Regions from separate parts of the Sus scrofa genome. Here region 1 is linked to region 2. The links are chromatin contacts, called in public Hi-C maps. All regions are on one chromosome and are shown on one strand. The core of a region is the stretch at or near the end of the contact, and the rest is flanking DNA. Distances in the headings are between cores, read along the strand shown. Region 1 overlaps JADE2 (protein Jade-2). Region 2 holds the start of UBE2B (ubiquitin conjugating enzyme E2 B).

Region 1 (6,812 bases), core at 1,252-3,751, 81 kb before region 2:
GAACCCTTCCGTGGAGGTGCTAGCTCCCACTGACCTCTCCCTTCTCAGCACGCTTTCACCCTACACGCAAGATGTCATCACCACAAGGTATCTAACAGTTGACGAGAGCAGCCTGCAAGTACAGCGAGGATACAGGTACACACACTGCTTTCCTAGCCTGTGAGGACAAGGGAACCCGGGCATGGCTCCTGCTCATATATCCCCATCTGCTCAAGTAGGGCTTCTGGGGCCCCCTGCTCGGTGCCCTTAGGATTTCTAGGAGCCCGAGGGAATGCTGCGGAATAGTGCACGAAGGTCCCCTAGGGTCTGCGGTCTCTTCCCTATGCCGTTCTTCTGGTCACCCTATGTCTCCCAGTGAGGATGCAGGGCTTGTTGGTGTTGGTTACACTTTGTCAGAGGGGTCCCTGAGCAGCATACCATGGATGCCGCTGCTTTAGTACAGCAGTGAGAAAGCCCAGTTATTAAGGGCTATCTTTGCTCCTGTGCTTTCTACAGAGTCACATTGGGGCATATGAAGCTCCGGTCAGGGTAAGCCCTAGTGGAGGAACCACACTGAATGCAGCCTCAAGCAGCCTTAATGTTCCAACTATAACCTCTAGTCGGTGTATTCTCTGCATAGGCCATGGGATTCCCTAACCATGACCAAGTATCTCTGAATCCCTGCTGACCTGGCGACCTGATTTGGCAAACAGGATGTCGCCTGAAGACTGGAACTCATAGCCATGAGTCTGCCAAACTCATTTGTAAAGATTTTTCTTATGACCACTGCTTCTTGCTTGGGCTTCTACAGCCTGACTGCCCTTTGAGGAGATGGTCATTAAATCTGGGTTTCTGGGAAAGCCATGTTTTCCTTGGTGACTACAGGTGCCATCCATCACACTTGGGCCAGAGCCAGCAAGTAAGATACACTTATTAATCCTTGGGCCCCAGTGTATTCAGAAGAGCACCAAGATCCCTGGGGCTGGGCTTTAGGTGGCCCTTAGAAAAGGGGCCTGCCCCCTCTTGGAAAACAAAGATGATCGCTAATTAGCATATGAAAGAAAGGCTCTGAGAAAGCCTGCAGTAAATGGTGTTCAGGTTTTTTGAAAATAGTGCTTCCCAAACATGTGTCCATGGAACACTTTTTTGTCCACCTCACCCACTATCATCCAGGGGCACATCGCCCTAATGACAAAGTCCAGAATTTAAGGCTGGCATTTGGGGTCCAGCCTACAGATCTCATTGGTCAACATCCCTCCTCTCCTGTCACCAGGATTCCTCTCAGTATCTTGCATGTTCTTGTTCAAGGCAAAGCCCACAGCTGTCTCTACCTGCTGAGGAGCCAGTATCTCCGAGCCACCTGTTCTCTTCAATGCCCAAAGCCACCTCTTCCCACTTCATGCTCGCTAGTGGCTATTGCTTCCAACACTGGGTATCCTTGAGTGCCTCTGGTTGCCTGTCCTCTCCCCTTCCTCCTTTCCACTCCTCGCTGCTCTCTGAATTACCCCTGAGAGGCCATGGGCATGGGATACCACACTTGGCAAGAAGCCAAGGGAGCAGGACTGGGTTTTGAAGGGGTCTCAGAGCTTGAGCCCCTCTTCTCAGCTTCCCACCCCACAGGAACCCTGCCTCCCTCAGCAGAAGAACAGGGGGAGGGATGGGAGGTGGAGATGGGGGTGGGGTGACAACCTAGTACCAGTTTCTGCCCTCTGCAGGGACCGGAGGCTGCCCCCATGCCTGAATCTGCCCCCTTGGCGAGAATGAATGATCAATGACGGTTCTTAGGGAGAAGCCCCTCCCCCCGTTCGGAACACACTCTCCACGTGGGAATTGGCCACTTCCCCAAACTGAAGACACATCCTGGCTGGAGCTGGCAGTGGGCCGGGCACCTCCGGGGCAGCCGGGCAGGGCGGAGTGTCCTGGAGAGCCGCGGATGGGCCTCACACCCAGCCTGGGCCAGGACACCCAGTCCTTGGCCGAGGCCCAAACCGGCTCTGTTTACAGAATCTGTCGGCTCTGTTTTCCCCTCCCCCACCCACCACTTCCCCTAGAGTCCTGGGGGCTGGGAGAGGGCTAAGAGGCAGCCAATCCTGGGCCGGCCCCTCAGTACCCTTCTGGGCTCCTAGGGTCCACCCGCCCCCTTCGCCAGTCTTCTGGTTTCCACTTCAAAGTGCCGAGTGGGAATGCGCATTTTAAGAGAGAAATCTGCAGCGAGCACCGCTTACTCCCCAGGAAAGTTTAGCTAATGGTGGAAAGATGGGCGCTGTGCCGGCAGGCACAGGGCGAGTTTTCTAGGTAAGGGGCTTACTCTTCCTGAATACCTCCAGACAGCCCGACCCGTGGGGCCCTCGGAGTTTGTCCAGAATTGCCGTCGGCACCCCAGACCCATGGGCCCCGGGAGTTTTTCCAGAACTGCCGCGGGGACTTGGCGCAAACTAGACGTAGCCCGGCGGGCAGGCCGGGGGCTTTCGGGGGTAGGCACGTCTTGCGATAAGGCCAACGGCAGGCAGGCCGGGCCGCAGTGACTCAGCCGCTGCGGCTACAAGGAAGCTCCGCGGGCCCCAAGGAGGAGGACAGAGGAGGTGGGGCCCAGCCTGGGACGCCCCGCCCCGCCCCGCCCCTGGGCTCCGGGAAGGACGGCCCGCCACCCCCAGCTTCCCAGAGGCGCCCGGATTTCCCACGGGTTTCCCCGTCTGCTGCAAATAGTAACAAAGGCTGGCACTTTCCGAGCGCTCATTATATGTTAGGCACTTCGCAGGCATCGTGTCTTGTTACCTCCATCAAGGTTCTGAAGCAGGCGCCACTATTACCTCCATTCAGAGACAAGGAAACTGAGGCTCAGAGATGCTAAGGGACTTGCTCAAGGTCACACAGCTATTGAACGGTAAAGGCCTCAGTTTCCAAACCCCCACATCTCTTGCCCCTTCCCAGCTCCCAAGGTCCCCCACCTCCTGCCTTCCTAGGTGCTAGCAGGCCCCCTGGGGATGCCTTCCAAGGCAAAACCAGAAACCTGGACATCCCCTGGCCTGGGGCTAACTCAGGAGAAACTTTGTCATTTAGAGGCAAACACAGTGATCTTGATTTCGCGTCTGCTGAACTCCCAGCCTGGTTTCAGATGGCAGCAAAGTTCCCCTGTCTCGAGTTTCCCTTTGACCTCCACTCTGAGGGAAACTGCTGGGCACAGGACTGGGTCCCCAGGGAACACTGCCCTGCCAGCTCAACCCTGCCCTCTGGAGAGATACAGTCTCCAGAAAGCCCCTGCCCTGCACACAGACTAGCTCCCCAAACCTGGGGCCTGGCCAAATAAGAAGCAGCAGGCGCACACTGCCCCACTGCTGCTGGCTGGACCCCGCCTGCATGGGTTCAGGGCCAGGGCTCTGCCTCAGAAAGTCAAGTCTGAACCCCAGCACGGGTGGAGGAGCAAAGAGCACCCTGACCCTGGGGCTGCCCTGGGAGGTGGTGAGCCTCCTGTTATCTAGGGTGGGGGAGCACCTGTGGAAGAAATGATTCAAAAAGAGGGTGGGACGAGATGACCTTTAAAGCCCCTAATTCTTCTATGAGTCAGGCAGAGTCCGAGTGAATGGCTTGTTCTGACAGCTGCTTAAGTGGAAACTTTCCCAGATGCTCCCACTTCCTTCCCCTTTGACCTCTTTATGCTGGGCCTCAGGATCGTCCTCCTTGAGGTTCAGAGAATATCGGAAAGAAGATCACTCCCAAGTGCCCTGCCTCAGTTTGCCAGTCTGTCTCAGTGGCCATTGTGAGGCTCTGATTCATGGGAGGAGAGCAAGGAGGAAAGATGAAAGGGAGGAAGGGGTGGGGGGAGGAAGGAAGGAAGAAAAGAAGGATGGATGGATGGATGGATTTTAGGATGAGTGACCGCCTCTGTGGTTGAACTGGTTTGACCAGGGCCCCAGTCCCAGCTCCACACCTCTTCCCCCAGACATGTGACCTTGAGCAATGTCACCTTACCTCCCAGGGCCTCTGCAAAGTGAGAAAACTCTGATACCAACCACCCTATCCCACTGTTGGTAGCACAACTGTGTGCTGGTGCCTGGCAGACAACACGGCTCTACAGAACCTCTTCATGGTTCTGTTTTAGGAGGAAAGTCCCCAAAGACAGGCAAATTCTGGTGGAGAGAATGGAGAGAGGAAAAGGCCTGCAGGGCACTTCCTGTGGTGGGAAGGGCTATCCTAAGACACTACCAACTACCACCCCTGTGTGCCAGGCATGGTGCTAGGGCGTCATACCCATTTTCGCACTTAGATCTGTTTATAAAGTAGATACTGGTCTTACCCCCATTGAATGGACAGCAGAATCAAAGCCTGGAAATGTTGAGACTTGCCCGTAGAGGATTCACAGCCAGGCAGGCTGACGTTGGGGCCTTGTCCTGCCCAGGTCCTGACTCAGGGCCCTTGGCCCTTCCTCATAGTTGTCTTGGAGGCTCGTACCCAGTGGCCTTTCTGGCCTAGTCCTCCCAGATCCCTGCCCTTGCCTGGCGCCCTCCCTCTGCCTGCTGCCTGTTCAGCCAGAGTGGTCTTGGCCAGCCAGAGACTGTCTAGTATCATGGCTGTGTTGGATCTGTGCCGAGAGGCCAGGGGGAACAGGGGCTAGGATTGAAGCCCCCAGTCACAGGACGTAGACAGGATGTAAGGGAAGGGTCCTGCTGGTGCTGAATCTTGCACAGAAAAGAAAGAAAGGAAGAGTGGGAGACAGGCAGCCACCTCTGCCCAGCTTGTGCACAGAACCAAGTGATCCTGGGTGCCTTTCACCTGAAACCAGCCCTGGTTCTATACGAGTTGAGGAAGGTTTCAGACAGTTAATTAGAAAAACTGTAAGACGGAGGCTGCCTTAACTCTAAGATGACACTGGAGGACCCCAGGATCTTCCCCAAAACACACACACACACACACACACACACGCGCGCGCGCACACACACACGTTTCAGAGTCAAGTGCGGCCTGGAGCATCCCCTGGTCAGAGCCCTGCCCTGCAGTCCTGGCCATCAGGGAAAATGTCTGTCCGGGGCACAGAGTCCCCAGAGGAGGACCCCTCCCTCCTTCCCCTCTTACCGCCACTCTTCGTCTTTCCTTGGAAACAAATCGCTCCCAACTTCAAAGCATCATAATCCCCCCAAAGAGCAATCTCGAGAATGTCAAGGGGAAACTATTGAATTATCCTGGTTGGCAGAAAAATCTAATTTATAGCAAAGCATTTCTCCTGAAGTTTTAATAGATTTTTTTTTTTTCTTCCGATGGATTTTAATGGGCAATTGTTTCCCGGGCTTGGAAATTTAGTTTGAAGCACTGACACTGCTTTTCAGTTCTTGATTTATTGCCAGCACCCTGCTTTTGAGCCTGATAGCAAACCCAGGATCCTCTTTTCCCTTAAACGTGAGGGGACTATGCTCTCTGTTCAGCCTGCTGGACCAGACATCTGATGGCACTGCTACCTCATGAAGGGGGTGAGGGGGCCTGGAGACCTGGCTGAACCTCTCTGCCCTCCTTGACTGGCTGCCAGGGGCAAGTTCCCTCCTTGAGGATTTTCTAGCATGGAACCTGAATGCTATGAGCATGAGGATGCCACTGGTCTCTGGGGAGCAATGGGGGCAGTGGCTGACCTTTCTCTCTGCCCACTCTCTGCCTTCTAGCCTAGCAAGGTGCCTGGCACAAAGTAAGGGCTCAGCCAACAGGTGTCGGTTGAAATAGAGGGTGGTGTGGCAGAGTGGCAGAGTCCTGCTTGGGCCAATTGACAGCTTAGGCTCCTGTTAGCAAAGGAATGCTGTGTTGACACCTCTGCCCAGGCTCCAGTCTACTGGGTTGGAATCATCTGGGCATGGCACAGGGGGCAGCACCCTTGCCAGGTCTTAAGAGGTCTTAATTTATAGGGGCAGGGCCAGCTCTGGAGAAGGGGGCTGGAGGGCCTGATGGCATCAAAAAAATGCATGCCACCCCCAGAGGATGAGAACTGCATTGTGCCCCCAGCCACCTTTCAAGAGTACCTGACTAAGGGAATACTTAACCAGAACTTGTTAAGGAGAGTGGGCTTTTGGAATGAATGACAGGCAGAGAAAGGAGATGTTTAGGGAAAAAGTCAACTTCTTTTAAGCCCTTGTAATGATGATACCCATTTTACAGATGCAGAAACTGAGGCTCAGAGAGGGGCAGAAGCTCACAAAACTTTGTCAGGTAGCCAAAGTGACACTAAGACCCAGATGTCGGACTCCCTGAGGGCTCATCTAACAGCAGCATGGGAGGCTGTGCCAGGCGTACTAGGCTGGCCTCCTGGACCCAGCAAAAATCAGGTCCCCTCTGAGAGGGTGAGGATCCCTCGGCTCCTCCAGAGGCTGCCCACCATCCAGTTTTAGAGCCGGCTGAGAGGCCCATGGGGACTCCTTCCTAGGTCCCAGCTGTTTTCTGGGGGTTTCTTCTAGCAATCCTCCTATCCCTGACCGTATCTTCCCAGATACCCAGAGGCCCTCCCTGGAGATTTCAGCTTTTTTCTTCCCAGAGATCCCTCCTGTGGTGGCAGGTGGGAGGATCACCTGGCCAGAGAGGGCTGGTGAACGAGGCGTGAAGCGGGGAGGGTCTGTACGCGCCCTCTCCAGGTCCTCTCGGCCCCACGCCCTTCTCCATCTGGTCCTGGCTGCCTGAGCTTCCAGCCTCAGAAAATCTCGGTTTCCTGTCCCAGGGCTTTCCCAGGACCGGAGAGGCAAATGGCTTGACCCCTGACAAGCCCTGAGGGGCTGCCTAGGGTTGGCGGGCACACCCTGGCCAGAGTCCTTGTCTGAACACAGAAGTAGGGGGAGTGCCACCCAGCTAAGGAGAGCCGCAGG
Region 2 (7,340 bases), core at 2,106-4,605:
AATTCTGTTTATGAAAGTACTCCTTTAAAGGCCAAACAGAACACCCATGGACTCTATAACATCTACTTTGAGAAACAAACTTCAGTGCAAAGCCCTATTTTAAAAAGAGCAAAAGAAAATATCCAGTTCAGGATAACCAAAGAAAAAGCATAAGGAAATTCTAAATTAAAAAACACGTACGCAATATATACTACATGTAAAATGGAGGAGTGCTCCCCCGAAGGGTTCATTCAGTTATTTCACACTGGGCTGTCAGACAGTTTTCATTTAAATTCTTGCCAAGGTGGAAGTTCTCAGTATTTTGGGTTCCAAGCCTTTTTACCATTTTAGTAGAATGAAAGAATGAACACTTGCTTGGTTCATTTTACAACAAATAATTTCTCTTTCTCCTTTAGTCTCAGATGATATTTTTATCAAGTAAAACCCAAAATGATTATAGTCATAAATTTTATGTAATGCCACAACTCTTTATCAGAACTTTTTTTTTTTTAATTTATTTTTTATTTATTTATTTTTTTTTTATTTTCCCACTGTACAGCAAGGGGGTCAGGTTATCCTTAGATGTATACTGAACTTTTTTTTTTTACCTCGCAGTTTCTTTAAGACCCGTGCTTCCACCTCAGTTCCCTCTTCCTATTGTTACACATTCACTTTTCTTAAAACAATCGCCACACCTACCATTTGTTATTTCTTTCAACTCACCCAAATATAACTGCATTCCACTGCATGATGTTGTTTTCAGATGGTGCGCCACTGACACCCACAGGTGGGTCCTCTTGCAATCTGGAAATCCAGAGCAGAGATTTTAAAAGTTGAACATTAACACCATTAAGAAGGCCAAACAGAACACCTATGGACTCTATAACATCTACTTTGAGAAACAAACTAAACCCATTTCCTTGTTCCTGTGCTGAGCTGGAATAAACCATATGACTTAAAAAAACAACCACAATCAGATATATACTTATTAAATATCTCTCTAGATTATGTAAAATCCCAAAGGGATTCCATCTCTCTCCAAATATCACCAAAGATATCTCTTCAAGAAGTGCTTTCTCCCAAAAAATAAATAAAAACCTTAAGAGAAAAAAAAGTATTTTTACAGAACCATCAATTTTGCTGCTGTAAACATACTAAGACTTCAGTCCTAACAACCAATACTTGAACATGGCCACCAAACCACCCCCCAAAGCTAACCCCACCCAAACAAAAACCCAACTCAGTATAAAAACTAAATGACTAAAAACACTCATATCCACTTTAATGAGAATACTAGTTTTAAGCGGAATCACTTTATCCGATTTGCTTCAGTTAACAATAGCTTTTAGGAGTTCCCGTCGTGGCCCAGTGGTTAACGAATCCGACTAGGTACCATGAGGTTGCCGGTTCGGTTCCTGCCCTTGCTCAGTGGGTTAACGATCCGGCGTTGCCGTGAGCTGTGGTGTATGTAGGTTGCAGACCGCGGCTCAGATCTTGCATTGCTGTGGCTCTGGCGTAGGCCGGTGGCTACAGCTCCGATTCGACCCCTAGCCTGGGAACCTCCATATGCCGCGGGAGCAGCCCAAGAAATAGCTAAAAAGACAATAAATAAATAAATAAATAAATAAATAAAATAACAATAGCTTTTAATCAAAGCTTCCGTTAGGTTTTCATTGGTCCCTAATTTAAAAGTTCTGCATCAATACTAAACCCACCTCTCAGATCAAGAGACATTAATACAAAACTACTTTCGAGTATCTGTCATAGTCAAATTCTTGTAACCGAAGACCATTGGAAAACCACGCAAGGTGCCAAGCGTACAATTTAAAATTAAGCAGAGAATTGCAGTGACCATCCAGGGTAACACAGGCCACAAACTCCAAGTTTTATTATTTGAATTTTACTTATGGGAGCTAATCTGAAAATACTCTTTTCAAGCTGGAGAAGACTAGATTTGCACCAAAGAGAGCACCTCCTTCTAGACTTTCATCTCAATAAAGAAATAAATGCTACATTTTATGTATACATAGCGACTGCCATGTAATATGATACTTGAAATTAGTTTCCCCCCAAATGGCTCTTTTTAGTCAACCTCAAGCAGAATACAGATGACCATGGATATGCTGCCTGAGAGCCGTCCACTAAAGATAAAGGCTAAATTACAAATACATTCAATGATAAACTGGCCAAAGCCCCAAACAATGGCTTCCAAGGGCCTCACCTAAGGGTTTACAATGGTTGAGAGGTTACTTCCTGAATGACTAAGTTTTTACACTAAATATTTTGTCTCGATCGGGGTGGGTCTCCCAGAAACCCACTTAAAAATGTGCAGAGGAGGGCAATGCTAAGTCTTCTCTTTTTCTCCCCCTACCTCCAGGTATTGAATTAAAGGCAACAAAACTGAAGTCACTTCCTCCTCACTCATGCCAACACCTCCTTACACAACCCTGTTTTACAAAAGGAGGCCCAGGGAGTATCAGGTTAGCGCCAGACTCAAGGAAGGCATTTTTCCAGACTTTGAGGCTATAGATAGGGCTTTATACACCAGGCCACAGAGCTGAGTTCCAGAAGGCACTGGCAGCCGCCGTTGCCAGCCCTGAGTCCCAGGTCTCTACGCCAGTTCTCAAGGTCTTTTCAGGCGAGCGGGGAAGAGTCGGGTTTCAGAGGACGGGATAACAACCTCCGGCCCTCGCGCATCAGATCCCACCCTCGCTGAAGAATGGCAGGGGGTGTGTGTGTCTGCGTGAGCGTGTGGCGGGGGTGGGGGGGTGGGGGGGCAAGGTGGTCGCCCCAACCCTGGCCCTCGGAGGAGACCGCAGGCTCATCCAACAAAGCCAACTAGTGCAGCTACCGGGGGAAAGGTTTCTCAAGCGCTCGCTTTTAGGGCAGTGAGGGGGCACCACAAAGTGCAGCAGTGGGTGATGAGGTTTGGACGCCAGGGTGAGGCATCAGGCAACTGGCCCAAGTGGACAACAAGGAATCCTAGGACAGCCAAAGCCATCTTCTTACTTCTTCCGGGGGGAGGGGAGTGGTGAGGGGATATCGAAATTTCTTACGTCGAAGGAGTGAACAAGCAAGGCTGACGGACTGCGAACAGGGGCTAGGACTGGGCTTCCGTCAATCCCGGAGGGCCCACAGCGGCCCTCTTAGGGTCATGAGGGGAAGGTGTCCCGGATCCCCGCCCTGCAACCCCGCAGCTTGGGGAGGAGCCGTCATCCGGTGAAGATGAAGGCCCTTACCGCTTGAAATCTCGCATAAGTCTCCTCCGGGCCGGGGTCGACATGCTCCCCAGCTGCCCCGCGGTCAGTCCGAAAGAAAAGAGTCCCGCACAGCCCCCCCACCCCCCGGCGCGGCGGCCGAATCACTGTGGGTCACCGCCGCCGCCGAGGCTGCACAAACAACCCTGCAATGACGTCTCCCTCCGCCGCCTCCAGATCCCTCCGCCCTCCGCCGGTACCATGAAGTGAGGGGTTGGGGAGAAAGGGGTGGGAGGTAGGAGAGCTCTTTATGGGAGCCCTTCAGTAGGGACCCTATCCATTTTGGTTTCCTTAACTAGTCGACCAGTTATTGTGCTCTGTGCTCCGACTGGAGATTGTAGATCAGGAGATACTGAAACCGAAACACCAACTCGTATCCCCCTCTTTCACTAGCTTAGGCTCGACCGGGTGGGGAGAGAGGGACGTATCCGGGACCAGAGATTTCAGGGAAAGGAGGTGGGATGACGCAAGATCACGTGACTACCGGCGGCGTTGTCAACAATCCACCCCTGAGGGGGAGGGGACGAAGTATCTAGAACCACGTGTCCCTATGACGTGATTAGAACGGGTCACGTGAGAGCGTCGCCGGGATCTGAGTTTTAGCCAGGTTTTTGAACCGGGTGGTTAAATTGACGGGGCTCAGGGTGGATATACACCTTTATTACTTATGTCTCTGGTTTCTCTCATTAACAGCAATCAATGATGTGTCGGAAGCACTAGTTTGTTGTGTTTCTTAACTCTCTAAAACAGAGCCCCAAATAATTTGGATATCCCCACTGGTTGATTCAATGGCTTATCAAATATGGTATGTGGGGGAAGAGTGAAGGGACCTCCTTTTTTCTCATTGTTGAATGCTCAGGCTCCTAGCAAGTAAAATCCCTTGAAATGCTTCCTTAGGACCACCAAAATAGTCTGCATATACACTGCAGTGGGTTTCCAGGATTGGAAATTCTGGGCAGAGATAAAAGAACGGGTGTACAGGGTTTCCCGGGTGGTGGAGTGGTTAAGGACTCAGCACTCTCATTGCTGTGGCTCCGGACCTTGGCGTGCCGCAGGGGTGGTCAAAAAAAAAAAAATAGTGTACAGATTGTCTAATGTTGGTTTATAATCACTGTGGAATTACAGAATTTTGTTTTCCTTTATGGGTGTGCTCTCATGTGAGGATTTGTGTCACAGTCCATGGATTTAGCTAACATGGAGTATGGTTTTATTTGTCAAGAAATGTAGGGATTTGATCTCAAGAGTTTATCCATTTGTAGTTGGTGTCAAAGAAATCTAAAAGTATGATCAGATCTGGGGGATACTGCAGACATGGATGGGAGATTGTATCTAGAGACTGGGTAACTTATTTCACGTTTTTTTAGTGTAGCAAGTACGTGGCCTGAAACGTCCTCCACTATGGGACTCAGTGATGTTGACCATTGGGATTCAGAGATTACTTCAAGTCATTGAGTTCTCTTCCTCTGTTGCCTCAGTGCTCAGTCAGAGCTTTTGGTATGAACTCTGAACTCTTTTAATGCATTTGGGTAATTCTTCAGCCCAGTGTGTTATAGGATAGAATGAGGAATTAAGTGTTGCCTGTAGTTTCACGGACCCAGAAAGGGTTAACATTCTCCACTTTGCTTGTACCTTCCTTTCTTCAATCCCTTAATTCTTTCTCTTGCTTTTAGTAACTGCCTTGGTGAGCAAGTTAGCCAGGCCTAACTCGTGATAGATGTGCATTCACAATTTAATTCTGGGGGTTCCCATTGTGGCACAGCAGAAAGGAATCCGACTAGTATTCATTGGGCTGCTGGTTCCACCCCTGGCCTCACTCAGTGGGTTGGGGATCCAGCACTGCGGAGAGCTGTGGTATAGATCACAGATACAGCTCAGATCCCAGTGTGGCTGTGGTTGTGGTGTAGGCCAGCAGCTGTAGCTCCCAATTGACCCTTAGCTTGGGAACTTCCATATGCCATAGGTGCAGCCCTAAAAAGCAAAAAAAAAAAATCTCTAAGTCAAAAAGTGAATATTTGAATATTCTTATTTTTACTTTTATTTGTTTGCCTCCCTGCCACAGCAATCTTTATTCTCCCACTACCTAAGGATGAAAACACACCAGTAGGGTTACCTATAGTGAAATGCTGAAAGAAACCTTTTTTTTTTTTCCCCTTTACTTTTTTGGCTTCCCTGAGGTATAAAGAGCCAGGGATAAGATCTGAGCCATAGTTGCAACCTGAGCCAGGGATAAGATCTGAGCCATAGTTGCAACCTGAGCTGCAGCCTTAGCAACGCCGCCAGATCCTTAACTCACTGTGCTGCGTGGGGGAATGAAGCTGTGTCCAAGCACTCCCAAGATGCCACCAATCCCATTGCACCACAATGGGAACTCCTGAAAGAAACCTTTTTAAAAATCCTTGTTAGTCATTTGTCCAGCAATTTATTATAATTTTCTATGGCTTTCTGAAATTTAGCCACTCTTGACAAATTCAAGTGAAGTTTCATTGAAGTCTTACAGCTTTACTGTATAAGCAAGAATCATACACTGTCCTGGTTGCCAGGCCTGCCATAACCTATTTGTAGAAAGAATAGTTTTAAAGCTATAATTTTATACTGTAGTGATTCTGTAGCTCTAGATTGTAAGCTCACAGAGGGCAGGGACTCTGATTCATTCTTTGTCCCTTGCCAATATAAAACCAACAATAAATATTTAATAAATGTGCTGTATGGCAAGTGTGGGTCCACTATAAGATTTACTGTGATGTTCGTATTCATAAGTGGAAAGTATTTTCTAACATGGTTGAGTAACTTTTCAAAAGGAAGGACAATTCTGAATATGTTGGTGGTGATAAGCAAAAACCAAGACCATTGCTCCTACCTCTCCCACACCTCTCTTGACATAAACCTTAGCAACACAGAAACGCTTGGGAAGCTTTTAAAATACCAATTCCTTTAACCTGACTCGTTTAAACTAGGATCTCTGGGAATGGGGCCTTTTAAAAACCTCTCCAGGAGTGACTTCAACTGTTCCTGGAGGCGCAAGACCAACTGGACTTGAATTTATTGGATAATTTGGCAATGCTTTCTCTTATTTAGGAGAAGCATAATGAGATTTGGCATCTTGCACTTAACTCTTTTTACAGAAAAAAGAAATGAAAGCCTAGGAAAGACAACATTCTCTGGGCACTTCTGGTTACATTCCTTTTTATCCATTAGAGATTGTCATTGCAGCAGAACCCATATCTAGTTCTTAACTAATTAGATAAAGGGTTTCTTTTTTTGGAGGAGGAGAAGGGTGGGTGCTATTATACGTCGGTCTGTTGCGGTGGAACCCTTTGAATTATTTGCTATCCTAATGAGGATCTTTTAGGGTTTTGATAAGTCGTAAGGGCATTTGTAAAAAGGAGGACTATTATGAGTTAAAAATACTTTTTATTTTTGTCTTTTTGCTATTTCTTGGGCCGCTCCCGCGGCATATGGAGATTCCCAGGCTAGGGGTCGAATTGGAGCTGTAGCCACCGGCCTACGCCAAGAGCCACAGCAACGCAGGATCCGAGCCGCGTTTGCAACCTACACCACAGCTCTCCGCAACGCCGGATCCTTAACCCACTGAGCGAGGGCAGGGACCGAACCCGTAACCTCATGGTTCCCAGTCGGATTCGTTAACCACTGCGCCACGACGGGAACTCCAAAAAAAAAATAATTTTTTTTTAAAGCCTATGGGGTGTTCAAGAAATGCTCTTGATTTATGAACCGTTTTATCCCCGTTTTAAGGATCAATATCTACAGCTGAAGTCCCAACTCAGGTCTGTGGAATATTAACGTAACTAGGTACTTAGAAAACTGTAATTGCACAAGACTTCCTTGGGTGTCTTCCTTTTAAAAGCGATCTCTGCCTAGGTTTACCAGGCATCATTTTAGGACCAAGCACAAGCAGCAGGTGTTCTCCCGCCGTGAGCGCATCTAAGAACCAAGTCAGAAAAACTTTCACCCTAGTTCTCCTTCCCTAGACGATTTACAGTCACCCAAGCGGGAGTGAAAATGTGGTCCTCGACCAACTCCTCTCGAAACCAACCTAGTGTAGTCGCCCCGTTCGACTAACTGCAGCTCGTATCTCCCCGCTCC

Evidence for each region. A called contact is a pair of places that touch in the nucleus more often than the background predicts.
Region 1: a contact with region 2 is called in a Hi-C map of liver, with 6 times the contacts expected there. The contact joins the enhancer-like site here to the promoter of UBE2B in region 2. A contact is called at or near these places in 3 of 47 Hi-C or Micro-C datasets (heart right ventricle and liver) and 2 of 2 datasets of contacts at active chromatin or transcription factors (alveolar macrophages and skeletal muscle).

What each region holds. Positions count from the first base shown.
Region 1 is chr2:136,729,525-136,736,336 of Sscrofa11.1, reverse strand. The region is part of intron 6 of JADE2 (protein Jade-2); the gene reads right to left. LOC106507324 (a long non-coding RNA gene) reads left to right here and starts at 6,563. Exons shown (of 4, transcript XR_001303230.2): 1 at 6,563-6,812. Within about 2 kb of position 2,501, at least 70 of the 83 cell types and tissues checked have an H3K27ac peak or open chromatin away from gene starts, as enhancers often do. A contact at or near this core is called in alveolar macrophages, liver and skeletal muscle, where this site is marked.
Region 2 is chr2:136,648,830-136,656,169 of Sscrofa11.1, reverse strand. It overlaps UBE2B (ubiquitin conjugating enzyme E2 B), which reads right to left and starts at 3,355. Exons shown (of 6, transcript NM_001257356.1): 1 at 3,219-3,355; 2 at 703-783. The coding sequence starts at 3,262.